Linked DNA regions of Sus scrofa: region 2 is linked to region 1. Evidence: chromatin contacts called from public HiChIP or PLAC-seq data. All regions are on one chromosome and are shown on one strand. Each heading gives the region's core, a stretch centred on a gene start, on an enhancer-like site or on the middle of the called end of the contact. The rest is flanking DNA. Distances are from core to core; before and after follow the strand shown. Region 1 holds the start of NFIB (nuclear factor 1 B-type). Region 2 overlaps NFIB (nuclear factor 1 B-type).

Region 1 (6,161 bases), core at 839-3,338:
TTCCCCTCAGACTCCGGTCAGAGGGTGAGAAAAGGGATGCAGTATATTGTGAAATACAAAGTGATGCTTAGTGGACTTTTTTTTTTTTTTTTAAATCTAGGATAACGCCTAAAAATTTCTGAGAGTAATGAGTATTTGGATTAACCCAGACTGTCACCTAATTTCTTTCCTCTATAAAGACTGTCAACTTTATCCTGGCTTTTCAAAAAGAAGAAATGACCCACACAAAAGAAATTAACATTGTCAGAGCTCTGATTAGAAGATTTGCCTCTAGAGGAACAGGGCGGCCGCTTCCAGCGGTGTGTACCCTACAGGGTTAACTCCGGGGGAGTTCTCTAAATTTCCCCGACTTTACCTGTCTTCCCAGATTCAATGCCCGCCCCCCGCTCCCCGGCCTCCTCAACTCCCCCTCCTTCCCCAGCGCCTTTTTTCTTAGGGCTCTTGGTTTACGGGGGCTGCAGCTGGTAGACTTGGCAGGCTTGCCTCATTAAGAGCGCTCTTTGAAAACGGACTGTGTTTGAGCATTTCCCTAATGAGGACAGGACGGGGTTAAAAAGTGACCATTTCATGGTTGACTTGAACCTGCCTACTTTTCTTGATGTGTCGTTGTGAAATGCTTGATGTGGATAACTCCCACTTGGTGATGGAAAAAGTCACTGGTTCCTTCAGGTCGGCTGTGGGGGTGGGGAGTGAAGGGGAGGAGGCGGTGGGCAGGAACCGGAGAGACTGAGAGAGGAGAAAGTTGAGGGAAAAAAAATCGAGGTAAGGGAAGCGGGGAAAAGAGGAAAGAAGAATCAGAGGAGAGCCTCGAAACAGCCCCAGAACACAGCCGGAGGCGGGGGAGGCCCCGCCCCGGGGCTAGGTTGTCAGGTCCCATTCGCAGCCCCGGGCTAGGTAGACACGGAGCCCCTGGCACTCACTTTTCCTCTACCCATTGTCTGCCCAGCCTTTGCATCCACCTCTTCCCCACCCACCCCGAGCCGAAAACCGGAATGTGGGGGGTGGGGTGTGTATGTGAGTGAGCGAGTGAGTGTGTGTGTGTGTGCGCGCGTATGTATGCGCGCGCGCAGAAAGAGTGCAAGACAAACCGCCGGCCTCCAAACCTCCGAAATCAAGTTCATTCACACGGGGCCCGCCGCTCTGAGCGGGGTGGGGGCAGGGCCCCGCGCGGGAGCAAGGCGGGCACTGCCGCCTCTGCAGGGCTTGTAGCGGCACACGCACCCGGCTCGCGCGCGTGCGCGCGCCCGGCCGCCCCGCAGCCCCGGGTGCGCCGCGGCCCCGCCCTGCCTGCACCCTAGCTGGGCGGGAGCCGCTTTCCGCCGGCGCCCCGGGCCGCGGGGAGGTGGGGATTGGGAGAGAGCCAAAGGGGCTGCAGGAGGAGTGCTGAGCGGGTTGCAGGAGGAGGAGGAGGCGGGAGCTGGAGGCAGCGGTGGCGGCAGTTCGGACCAGTCCTCCCGCTCCGAGCGAGGCCACGTGCACCAGGCACCCCCCCAGGGAGGGCGGCAAACCACGGCGAGGCGCGCTGCTTCTGCGGAGCTGCTCGGGGGCGCGGGCCTGCGCTGGGGAGACCCCCGAGGGCCCCGCCCCCAACCATGCCGGCGCGCCCCAACTACTTGAGCCCAAGTTCACTCAGGCCCCCGCCTCCCCGACCTCCCCCTCCTCCCTTTAGCCAGCGGGCTTGGCATACCGCGCCCGCCCGGGGTGCGAGAGTCGGCGCCCCAGCCCGGGCCCCGGGGCGGCCAGGGTGTGAGGGAATTTTCCATTCGTTCCTTTCTCGGGCCCAGTCCGGCTCAGTGTTTCTTCCACTTGGAGGTTCCCGCGGCTTAAAGAGTGCGCAGCGAGCACCGAAATAGCTCTTCCAGGGCGGGTTTTCGGGGGTGTGTACGTATGGTGGTGGTGGGGTGCGGGACTTATTCGTCCAAAGGGCGAAAGAAAATCTATTAAAAGAGAAAAAAAAAAGTGGTTCTGTTGAACTGGAATGAGACCTTAAACGAGAGAGGGGGGGGGAGGGAGAGAGAGAGAGAGAGAGAGAGAGAGAGAGAGAGAGAGAGAAGCTAGTGGAGGAGGAGGAGGAAGGTGGGGGGCGGGGGGTGTGGAGAGGCTGGTGCAAAAGGAATGCGCGTTTGCAGGAGGAGGAGTAAAGCGATGATTGTGTAATTAAATAATAAAACAATCCTTAAGTCTGATTTGGAGAGAGCTCGAGCGGGGTCCAGAGGGTGGAACCGGTGAATTTTTCAACTTCCAAGTTTTGCAACGAAAGAAAGCGAGAGAGGGAGGGGAAAAAAGAGCCCAGAGCAGAAAAGAGAGGAGTTTGCAGCCGAACGGGAGAGCGGGATTTATCGTTTGGGATTTTTCAGGAGCGCGTTCCGATCCCCCTGGGCTCTGGGCAGCGGCAGCAGCAGCAGCCTCCTCGCTCAGCCGGGTCAGACGCGGGGCGAGGCGGGCGGGCCGGCGGGCGGGCGTGGAGGAGCCTGCGCGGGCGGCTGCAGCCGGGGACCGCGCGCCGCGAGCTTCTTCCGCTCGGGAGACCTGCGCTCGCGCCCCCTCCCTCACCCCGGCCTCTCCAGGCTCCCCCACCCCACCCCGCCCCCACCCAGGCCCTCTCCCGCGCGCGCCCCGCCACCCGCGCGCACTCGCTCACGCTCCCCCTCGCGCACACACATGGTCGGCTCGCGGCAAAGTTTCGCCTGCGATCACCACTCCGGGATCCTGCCGCAGTGCTCCGGGCTGTAACCTTGAACTTTCCCAGCGCGGTGACACATTCTCCTCGCTCTCCCTCCCGCCCTCTCTCCTGCGCCCCCCTCCCCGCCTTTTTTAAAAAAGCATTTCACCACCACCTACTACCCCAATCCAACCCACACCGAACCTTCGTGCACCCCCTAGCCCCCAACAACAACAACAACTGCAAAACAGAAAACAAATCCCCAAACCCGGGCGAAAAGCAGCCAACACCGGCGGCGGCGGCGGCGGCGGCCTCGGCGAGCACGGCCAGCGCGCTCGGACTGCAGGAGGGTTAAAAGTGTAGATTGGATTTCAACCCGGGAAATCTAGCACGCCGAGTGAACTTGAATCTTTGGCTATTTAAGGAGGACTGGGTTTGTTGTGAAGTTGCGGTGATCCAGCGCAGAGCCCGGTCCTGATTGATCGCATCGCGAGGCTCAGATGACTGTAAAATGAATAGATGAAATTCTTGCTTTTTGAAGATTTTCTTGGGCATCTCCGGGAAAGTGCGTTTTAAGGCGAAGTCATGATGTATTCTCCCATCTGTCTCACTCAGGTACATGTCTCGGTCGCTCTCTCGAGCTTTCTCTCTAGCCCGAAATGCCTTTGTTTTGTTTTGTTGCTATCGTCTGCGGACAATTAATGGCTCTAGTTGATCTCCGCACACCCCGGTCCCCCGCAGAAGAAACAGCCGGGAGTTGCGGTGGGGTTTGCAGGGCGGCGTGGGACTCAGCGCACGGTCCCTCGCCCACGGTCACCGCGCGTGCCCATCCCGGCGCCCTGGGCACTGAGAGCAGACGACTGCGAGCTGCCAGGGCGGTTGGGCCGGGTGAGGCCGCCGGGGGTGGGCAGGGCCCAGGCCGGCGAGCGCTCGCCCCCTGCGGCCCCCCGAGTGCCTGCTGCGCCCCTGCCCAGGGTGCCCGATGCCCTTCTCGGTCACTTGCGCGCCGAGACGGACTCTGGCTTTAGAGGAACTTTAGAGGGACACTGAGCTCTCAAAAACAACTGGTGAACTTGGGCGAGGGGACCAGCACTAGTTGTTGTGGGCGCCTCTGGACTCCCGCTGAAGGCAGTGGGCATTCGACGAAGAGAGTCCGAGGTCGTGGTCCTGCGACCCACTCCTTTGCTTAATTTGGGGATCTGAAACTCTGGTGCATCGCGATCCGCATTTTGAGGTTTCTAGGGACCACACCATCAGGGCGATCTTTACGTTGACTCGAGTTGGTTGTGGTGAAAGTTAAGGACTTTTAAGAAATGCTCATTTTGTGCAGACCTGTTCATTTAACGATATTTGGGAGTAGATCGTAAGGTAGAAGTAATGCTGGAAAAATAAGATCCTTTAAAATTTTTTTCACTTTGAAATTTGTCCTTAGATTTTAGGAACTGTGTTATGAAATAAAATACTGGCTTTAGACTTTTATAAGAACACAGTTTATACAATTTTAAACCAGTTGGTCAAACGGAGAAGTGGCGACACCTAATAGTCTTACCTGGGGGCAGCTTCCATCGTTACCCAGCTAACTAACCAACTGATGAACTGACTAAATATCTTAGCCCAGACTTGTTATTTGAAGCAGTATTTTAAACCTCTAAAGGTGGGGGACAGTTGATTTCAGCTTTTAGGGAAATTTGTCACGATTAGTAATTGATAACCATTTCCTTTGACATTGGCTTCAAAACTAAACAGTTAAAGAAGTGCTGCCTAGTCTTAGGTGTGTTACAATTTTTAAAAAATCCAGTATCATGCTGATGCACTTTTATAAAGGACAAATGATTAAGATTTCAATTGTATGACAATTAGAAGCCATTGTGATTCAAAAGGATTGAGGCATTCATAAATTGTGAATGAAGATGAAAACAATGATAAGGCTTATTCAGTGATTGGATACAGTCCTGTAGCTTTTTGGCTGACACATTTTTTATTGTTTATATTTTGTTTGGCATCTGAGTATGATTAACTTAGATATGGCTATTTTCCGTAAGTAAACGTGCACTTTAATTTAACAAAACTGGAAAAATGAGTTGCTGAGCTATTTGTATTTTTAACGCTGTGAATAATGGCCAATAAATATGATGAAAGTGTTTCAGGTATAACGAATTGTCTTCAGTTGCAAAAGTTACCTTTCATATTACCCACCAGCAGATTTTTTTCACCCTCTTTCTGGTAAACCACATCCATTTGATATGATTTTTATGTTATTGAGACGTAGTTCAAATAAAACAAATTGAGATAAGCTTTTCACTTACAAAGTGCTGCACCATTTACTCTCACCTGTAAAGGATTTTTTTTTTAATATTAGTTAACATTTCTAGTATCGGCTTTTCAAAAACATTGTTGGCGATTACATTACATTTTTGGTTTCTTCTAAATAGGGATTGAAAAGTCACTAGCTTTATTTAAATTTGTGTAAGTTAAAAATACTATTGTAGCATAGTGACGTATGGAATATTAGGAGCATATATAGCGTAGTCATTCAGCTACCACATTAATATTCAGGGATACATACTTAATTCATGATGACTAATATTCTCTACTGTTTTAATAATGTAAGTCCAGGTTGACATATTGAAACTGTTTTGGGGATTTAAGGCCTAAACCAGAGAAGAAATTTTAGCTGTAGAATTCTCACTTTAATAACTATGTGACGTTATAGGTAGTGTAAGGTGTTGCAAAAGTAAGGACACATTAACTGTGTTACTTTTATATCAGACTAGTAGTTTAGTTTTGTGTTACAAGAACCTAACAGCTGCAGCAAAGCATTTTTTAGATATGTAAGTAAAAAATAGAGAAATATTCTTAATTGGTTGAAAACTTTACAAATTGTTTCAGTTGTTGCAATAAGATATTTAGGTTTTAGAAAGACTCTCAAAAGGAGCTACAGTTAAAGTTGATATTTATCAAAGCGTTTTTCAAACGTATCAGTACATGGATATAAATCTGTATTTATGCATCAGTATAAATCAGATGTAGAAGAAAATTAAGAACCAGCATATATAATTTCATTTTGCTTTTTCTAAAAATAATGTAAACCCTTAATAACATAACTTTCACTTGGAATGATTGCACTGGATTTTTTTTTTCTTTCATTGTCTTTTAAGTTCTTTAGGTATGTTTTAAAAAATGGTTAATTGTTACACAGCAGTGCTCCAAGAACTTCTACTATTTACTCTTCCACCTCTATATTGGTCTAATTTTCCATCCCTTTCATGGAGACCATTGTTTCTCTGAAGAAAAATAAATATTTCCAGTGGAAATAAGACTGTTTACTTTTATATTTGAAATTTGTAACTAGGTTAGTCAATTTAGTTCAACTAAAGGAAGTTTAAAAAGAGAATCACTGAATGCCAGTGTGTTTTAACAAAAATTCTGAAAGAGCAAGATGGCATATCACCTTCGTATAGAGCCATTAGGTCTTAGATAATTTATATGCTTTGCTTTC
Region 2 (7,193 bases), core at 3,556-6,055, 43 kb after region 1:
TCTCTAAGGTGATTTGGAAAAGGGCTGGCAATTATAATGATTCCTTTATTGGTCCTGATAGAAAGACATACTGGTCTCATGAGGATGGTTGTGACAGAATTGAGGATTCACTTTGCTTTGGAATTGTTTCTGCATTTAGCACCCAAGTCCATGGTTTGAGAAACTGACCTCTCAAGTTTAGAGTGACTATGGTATGAGCAGGGCAGCAAGGAAATAACTTCTCCCAGAAATAGTCACAGAGACAGACATGTCTTTGTGAGCTGTCTGTCATGTAGCAGTCTACTTTTGTGTGTGATAATTTGAAGTCCTGAGAAACCGAAATCTCAAGTGACCTTTTACCTCTTTCTGTAATTTTTATCTTTGTTTCTTTGTCAGAAAAAAAGGAGGGCAGGTTGGATGGTTAAGTACAATGGGATATTTGGAAAAGCAGAGTTATGGCTTTAGGATAATAGTGAACGAAAGTTCAGTTTCCAGTTTAAATGTACTTGACATTTGAACCTTTGTTTGAAGCTCTTGTTTTAGGTCTATCTGCAGAGGACATCTGGAATTCCTTTGGCTTCTAATCTATGGCAAGTGAACAGGAATGGATGACAAAGGGATATAAAGATAGAGCTCAAACAAGTTGTTGTTAATTCTTTCTTTCACCTATGAGGACTAATGAAAAGCTTAAATTACTAAATTCAGACTGGACCATTGTCGCTACTTGCCAAACTGTACATGCTTGTACGTCTGTCTAATCCATATTTGAAAGCCACAAACAGAAGCACATAATTTGGCAAAACACCAAAAACATGCCTCGGCACACTTCTGGAGATTCTTCCAAAAGACTTACTGATTCAGAAATTTTAGTATGTGTGTACGTGTGTGTGTGTGTGTGTGTGTGTGTGTGTGTGTGTGTGTATCCATATTGCCTGGAGATGCTTACAATTTAGTTCTGCCAGCAAACCTTGTGTATTACACTTGTTTGGGGGGAATCAAGGACTTTCAAAATTCTGAATTATAGAAGGCAAAAATTAAAGCTGATTATTGGACAATTATGTTCTCTTTTAATTTGAAGATAAGTACAAACTTATTACTTAAAAATAACTCCCTAAAACACAACATATAAAATAGTTTGCCCTTTAAGAAGTTTAAAACATCTTTTCTTTTTTTTTTTTTTTTTTTTTGCTTTTAAGGCCCGAACCTGTGGAAGTTGCAAGGCTAGGGATCAAATCAGAGCTACAGCTTCCAGCCTGTGCCACAGCCACAGCAATGTGGGATCTGAGCCACATCTGTGGCTTACACCACAGCTCATGGGAATGCTGGATCCCCGACCCACTGAGTGAGGCCAGGGATCGAACCTGCATCCTTAAGGGTAATAGTTGTGTTTGTTACCACTACACCACAACGCAAACTCCCATCTTATTTGTTTTTAAAATGTGTTTTGAGTTTCTTTTTTTTTTGCAAATGAGTTAAAGGTAATAACTCATTATAAGGAAAAAAATTCTTCATAGAACCATAAAGAATTTTCCTAAATTGATAGATTATTCGTTTCCAAGCTTTTTACAAAAGTATTTTTCCTTTGCCAGGTTTCTACTTGATATAGAAATGATATACTTTTTTTTTTTTATCTTTTCTAGGGCTGCATCCACGGCATATAGAGGTTACCAGGCTAGGAGTCCAGTCAGAGCTGTAGCCACCAGCCTACGCCAGAGCCACAGCAACGCGGGATCCGAGCCACGTCTGTGACCTACACCACAGCTCACGGCAATGCCGGATCCTTAACCCACTGAGCGAGGCCAGGGATCAAACCTGCAATTTCATGGTTTCTAGTCAGATTCATTAACCACTGCACCACAACGGGAACTCCCAGAAATGATATACTTTTAAACAAAGAATATAATATTAATTTAATCCAGAATACTTGAAGATATTTAGAACATAACTGCATAGAGTTATAACAAGACAGATATGGAAGACAAACAGTCCATCAGAAAGAAGTCTTTGGTATGGTCCGCTTTCCCTTGCATGAATATTATTATTTTTTTTTAAAGTCAAGTGCTTTTATATATAACATTTTATTTCAACATCCCAGTTTCTCTTATAAGATAGACATTATTATTCCTCATTTAAAGATGCAGAAATTAGAGCTCAAAGAGTTTAAAAGAAGCTGCCCAAAGTCACACAGCAAGGAGGTGGCAAAAGCGAGAGTAATCTGAAGTCTGGTTGACTCCAAAATAACTCCCTGGACACTAAACCTTGACCTTCGAGAAGGGAGGCAAATATTACAGATCCATCTCCTTTATCCCTTGAATTGCAAGCCACGCTGCTCTGAAGGTAACTGCATGTGGATTGTGTTAATGTATTTCCTTATTGTGGAGTTTAAGTTATGTTTTATGAGTTATACTTTTGTCATTTGTTTATGGTATCATACTTAATATTTATCTCAGTTGGGTGAGATAGATAATGTCCCCATTTTATAGTCAAGAACCATTAAGCAGTTGAGAGCTGGGCTGAAGTGTGGAATCCTTCCTCAACTGTTTTTCCCATTACATTTTAAATAGCTCCAATCCAAGAAAAAGCCTTGCTTCACTTTTGATCTCATATCCAAAAGTTGAGTAAGGTAAACATAATTTTTTTTTTGCTTAATTAAAAAAAGTGAATCTGCAATACATGACCATGTAATTCTTTGTAAGCATCTTCTCAGATGATGGGCACAGATTAGTAATTGGTTGAGCTATGGTATGCGCTCATTTTTGGTTGCGAGTTTTTTTCCTTCTCCTTATATGCAGTGCCATTTGAGAATTGCCCTGGAAAGGTGCTATTTTCTCTCTTTCTGCAGACTTTTATATCAGTTTCTTAGTGTGCAATGTAGAAGAATATCACTCTCATGACCTTTCAGGTAAATAGGCACAATGAAGCAGCTAAGATGCTGAGGACTGCGTAATGGGGTTTTCACTTACACACATGGTTGTAATTCCTCAAGGTAATGCTGGTGGATGGGATGATTCAGGAGGTAGTCATGAAAGTCTTCCTTGCCTGGCAGGGTTTCCGCACCATAGTTCCGTATCCTTTTTCCTCATGGTTTACTCCAACTGCACTGATATCCTTTTACTATTTCTCTTACTATGACTTTGAGATTGACAGTTACCCCCAAACCATTTTGAATCCAAGTGTGTTCCATGATTAGAGGAGGTGAATGTTGATTGATAAAGAAGTGGACATGAGATAACCAGAAAGGTAATGAACTATGGATTATTCTTTTAAATGTGTGATACAGGTTGAGAATTCCCAGACCTTGGTGCATGTGGGGAGGCGATTTTGGCCTACTCCATGTAAAACTCTCTTCAGAAGGACAAATGGCTCTGTTCACTAGTTGGACAGATTGAGGCAGGGACAAATTAAGAACTTTTAGTGATGGTTCATCCACTGGATTTTATCATAGATTTTTTTTTATCAGTTTAATGGTCTGGGGCAGTTGATTTGACTTTTTCTTGAAATAAATCAACAACAAAAAAAGAACTTCACTCTCTCTTATTTGTTGCCTAAACAATGTTTCCAAAAGTTAATTGACTGTCTCCAGTACAGCTGATTTGATTGTCTCAAGAAATCAGTTAGTTTTGCTAAAAAACAGATATAACTCCTCTACCTCTTGTCTGGTGCTTATACAATGTTTCCAGAAGATCATTATCCTTCAGCATGCTATCAGTATGGAGAAGGCCCATTTTTTTTAAAAAAAGATAATGCTCCCTCTCTTTCGTGAATTTCAGCCTATTTAGACTTGGTTCTTATGCCTCACATTGAATACTTGTTCTAGAGAAATGTGATCCCAGGAATGCTGGTGGTTTGCTGTGTGTTAAAATGGTGCTATGCTTTAGGTTTCTGTTCCAATCTAAGATTTCAGAAGAGTCAGTAACTGCAAATAATCTAAAAGGGGAAGAGTGAAGAATGCTTCTAACTTCCCTTTGAAATGAATAGCTCTGCCAGAGCAGCAGCTATTAGAAAAACAAAAACGACAAAGAAAAGCTGCTCGGCTCAGCACACAGAGGTAAATTTACTTACATCAGACTGAAAAATGAGGGCTGGGCTTTGAAAAGACATCCCTTCTGACTAGAGGAGAGCTTGTAATTTTGGCATGGCTGCAGCCCTCCTAAACCCCTGAGAAATTCTGAAAAACATTACAGAAGACTGTTCTTAATATTAATGGATGTCTTCGCGTGCGTGTGTGTGTGTGTGTGTGTGTGTGTGTGTTTGTGTATCTATGCATTCGGAAAGAAAAATGCCAGCCAGAGAAGAGGGGAAGAATGAGAGAAGAACGGATTATGTAGGTTGAAGATCTACCACTGAAAATGTCTAATTTCTGACGAATCATTGGCATTCGTCATTCTCTACTCTTCAGCCAATAGAGTAGCTCAAGATGAGATTGAGAGGAACCCCCGCCATTCAGACACTCTTAAGTTATTAGCCTTCCAATAATGCGGCCCTCTTAACAAACTCTTCCTAAAATACTTTGTTTGTAGATAACACAGCTCACTGATATAATCTAAGATCATGGTCTTATCTATTATATGACATCAGAGGTGAAAAAAAGACCGTTTTCCCATGGCTAATTGTGGCAAGTGTGGCATCATGTTGTACTCTTAGTGAACAATTTCAGGGCCACCAAGAGCCTACTGCTCTGCCTCTTGGGAGGGGACTTTTCCTTTGCAGCTCAGCTTCAGGAAACACGAACATTTGTGTTTTCGAGACCACATACCATTGGGAAGGAAGTTGGGGTGGAGATGCGTGCTGAGATTAAGTGGCTACGAGAATCCCTGGACTGTGTCTGATCTGGAAACCACTAGGGCTTGTGCAGTCCTCTTTCTGGCATGCCTTTAGAACTTGCCAAGTGCACAACAGGGCCACTAAGGATATTGTTCACCAAATAACATATGGAGAATTCCTGTTGTTGTGCAGCAGAAACAAATCTGACTGGTATCTTTGAGGATATGGGTTCGATCCCTGGCTTCCTCCGTGGGTCGGGGTCCGGCCTTGCCTTGAGCTGTGATGAGGTCACAGACACGGCTTGGATCCCATGTTGCTGTGGCTGTGGTGTAGCCCAGCAGCTGTAGCTCCGATTTGACCCCTAGCCTGGGAATTTCCATATGCCTTCCTGAAAGGCCAAAAAAAAAAAAAAAAAAAAAAAAGTGGACTTTTCAGGCCTGCCTAGGCACACTTCTGCATAGCATGTCTGACTGGCATGGTTGTAACGTGTGTGCGCGCGCGCGCACATCTCAGGAGACACAAAATTGGCTGCCGGAGAGTCCACAATCACATTGCTGTGGGATGCACAACCGTTACCTATCATGGTAAAGGAATTTAATAATTGTGGGAAGCAGTTGTTAAAAAGCAACTTGAAGGTTATTTTCAGAAGGGAGGCACTAACTCCTCCCAGGCCTGAGTCCATCTCTCCACCTCGGGCACTGGCCCATGTCACCTTTAAGGCCACAAGGCCTATTCCAGCTCAACATGTGGACAGCTATGCAGATGACAAACAGAGAGCTAAGGTTCTTTTCAGGATTGATGACGTGGAAAAAGACAGAAAACGTACCCATTTAAAAAGAGTGCCTTAATTTGCTGTGGAGTTTAAAACTGGGAACCTGTTTTCCTAGACATGCAACAGCCCTCTAGCCTTGCTGACGAATTCATGACTGATCTCCCTGGGCAGCTCTGGCCCTCCATGTTGTCTTGACTTTAGGACTGACACCCTCCATGTAATCTTAATTCATTTTTAGTCTAGGCTGACTAAATCTTTCTCATTTGGCAAAGTAGAATGTCAGGATTGCCATTGTTATATTTGCTCTGGATTTATATCTTAGGTTGAGGTTAAGTAACACATTGACATAAATCAGCTCAGCTCTAGATTCTGATATGAAATTGTTTTACTGAGGAAAAGAAAAACTAATTGTGTTGCTTCCTGAGATTTGCTTTCATTTTATATTAAACCTCAAAGGATTTATAAATTTAATGTCTTCTGTGTTAAAATTAACTCTTCTGTGGGTTTTGCTTCTATAAAACAGAATGAAAAAAAATTATTTGTAAGAACTGGTTATAGCTGTTGCTGCAAGGGGATAACTCTCCTAGAGGTAGAATATAAAATGTATTGAGGCTGATGTCATTTAACAAAATGGTAATATGCTTTTAGAGAAGGAGTCATGTTTTCTGATGGGCAGCACAAGGTTGCCGAAATAATATTAAACAGTTTTTTACAGTAATAAAGATATTGCAGAAAGGTGAAGAGGCTTTAGATTTTTTACTTGCAAAGATTTAAGTACTTCTTATTGTGATTCATGTAAATATCTTCAAAATTTTATTTCTTTTCAAATAATAGCAAAGAAAAAATATCATAGCTGTATTGGATGGGTCATCATCGGTTAATTCATGTTCTTTTTAAAAGTACTTTTTGGAGCTCATGTCATGGCTCAGCAGTTAATGAACCTGACCAGTATCCATGAGGTTTCAGGTTCAATCCCTGGCCTTGCTCAGTGCATTAAGGATCTGGCATTGCTGTAAGCTGTGGTGTAGGTGCAGAACCGACTTGGATCTGGTGTTGCTATGGCTGTGGTGTAGACCAGCGGCTGCAGCTCCAATTCAACCCCTAGCCAAGGAACTTCCATATGCCACAGGTGTGACCCTAAACATAAATAAATGAACAAATAAAACTGCTTTTTCATTTATTGACCTCATCCACAGCATGTGGAAGTTCCTGGGCTAGGAATCAAACCCACACCACAGCAGCCACCTGAGCCACAGCAGCGATAAGGCTGGATTCTTAATCTGCTAGGGCAGCAGGGAACTCCGTATTTTAAAACTACTTTTGTTAAAATTTACTTGTATTTATTTCTAAGTCATGATAAAAATATTCAAGGTTTGTGGATATTTTAAAATAAATGTTACCGTAAATATCAAAAAATGTATGGAATAAGAGATTGCTAGCTGTTTGTTTGCTGAAAAAATATAACAAAAATTTGCCACTTTGACTACTGCAAATATTAGCAAAACACTATTGATGATGAGATATAATGTTAAGTCTCTGACTTTAAATTTTAATATTTTTTTCTGGCTGCTGAGCAGAATTTACCTCTTAACAATGCTAGTTTTATGCACTCATAAAACTAGGAAATGCTAAATAATGTTGTGACAAGTTTTTATTTTCAGTTTGAGTGTATTTTCTT

Evidence for each region. HiChIP or PLAC-seq counts read pairs in DNA pulled down with a chosen protein or histone mark.
Region 2: a contact with region 1 is called in an H3K27ac HiChIP or PLAC-seq map of skeletal muscle. The contact joins the enhancer-like site here to the promoter of NFIB in region 1. A contact is called at or near these places in 1 of 5 promoter capture datasets (liver), 5 of 47 Hi-C or Micro-C datasets (embryonic fibroblasts, heart right ventricle, retroperitoneal adipose tissue and 1 more) and 1 of 2 datasets of contacts at active chromatin or transcription factors (skeletal muscle).

Annotation. Positions count from the first base shown.
Region 1 is chr1:208,180,309-208,186,469 of Sscrofa11.1, forward strand. NFIB (nuclear factor 1 B-type) reads left to right here and starts at 2,089. Exons shown (of 12, transcript XM_021063648.1): 1 at 2,089-3,277. The coding sequence starts at 3,248. It overlaps LOC100514506 (a long non-coding RNA gene), which reads right to left and starts at 1,221. Exons shown (of 4, transcript XR_002335940.1): 1 at 1-1,221.
Region 2 is chr1:208,220,511-208,227,703 of Sscrofa11.1, forward strand. The region is part of intron 2 of NFIB (nuclear factor 1 B-type); the gene reads left to right. Among named protein-coding and RNA genes, the nearest start is that of NFIB, 42 kb to the left of the region's middle. Within about 2 kb of position 4,806, at least 5 of the 83 cell types and tissues checked have an H3K27ac peak or open chromatin away from gene starts, as enhancers often do. A contact at or near this core is called in skeletal muscle, where this site is marked.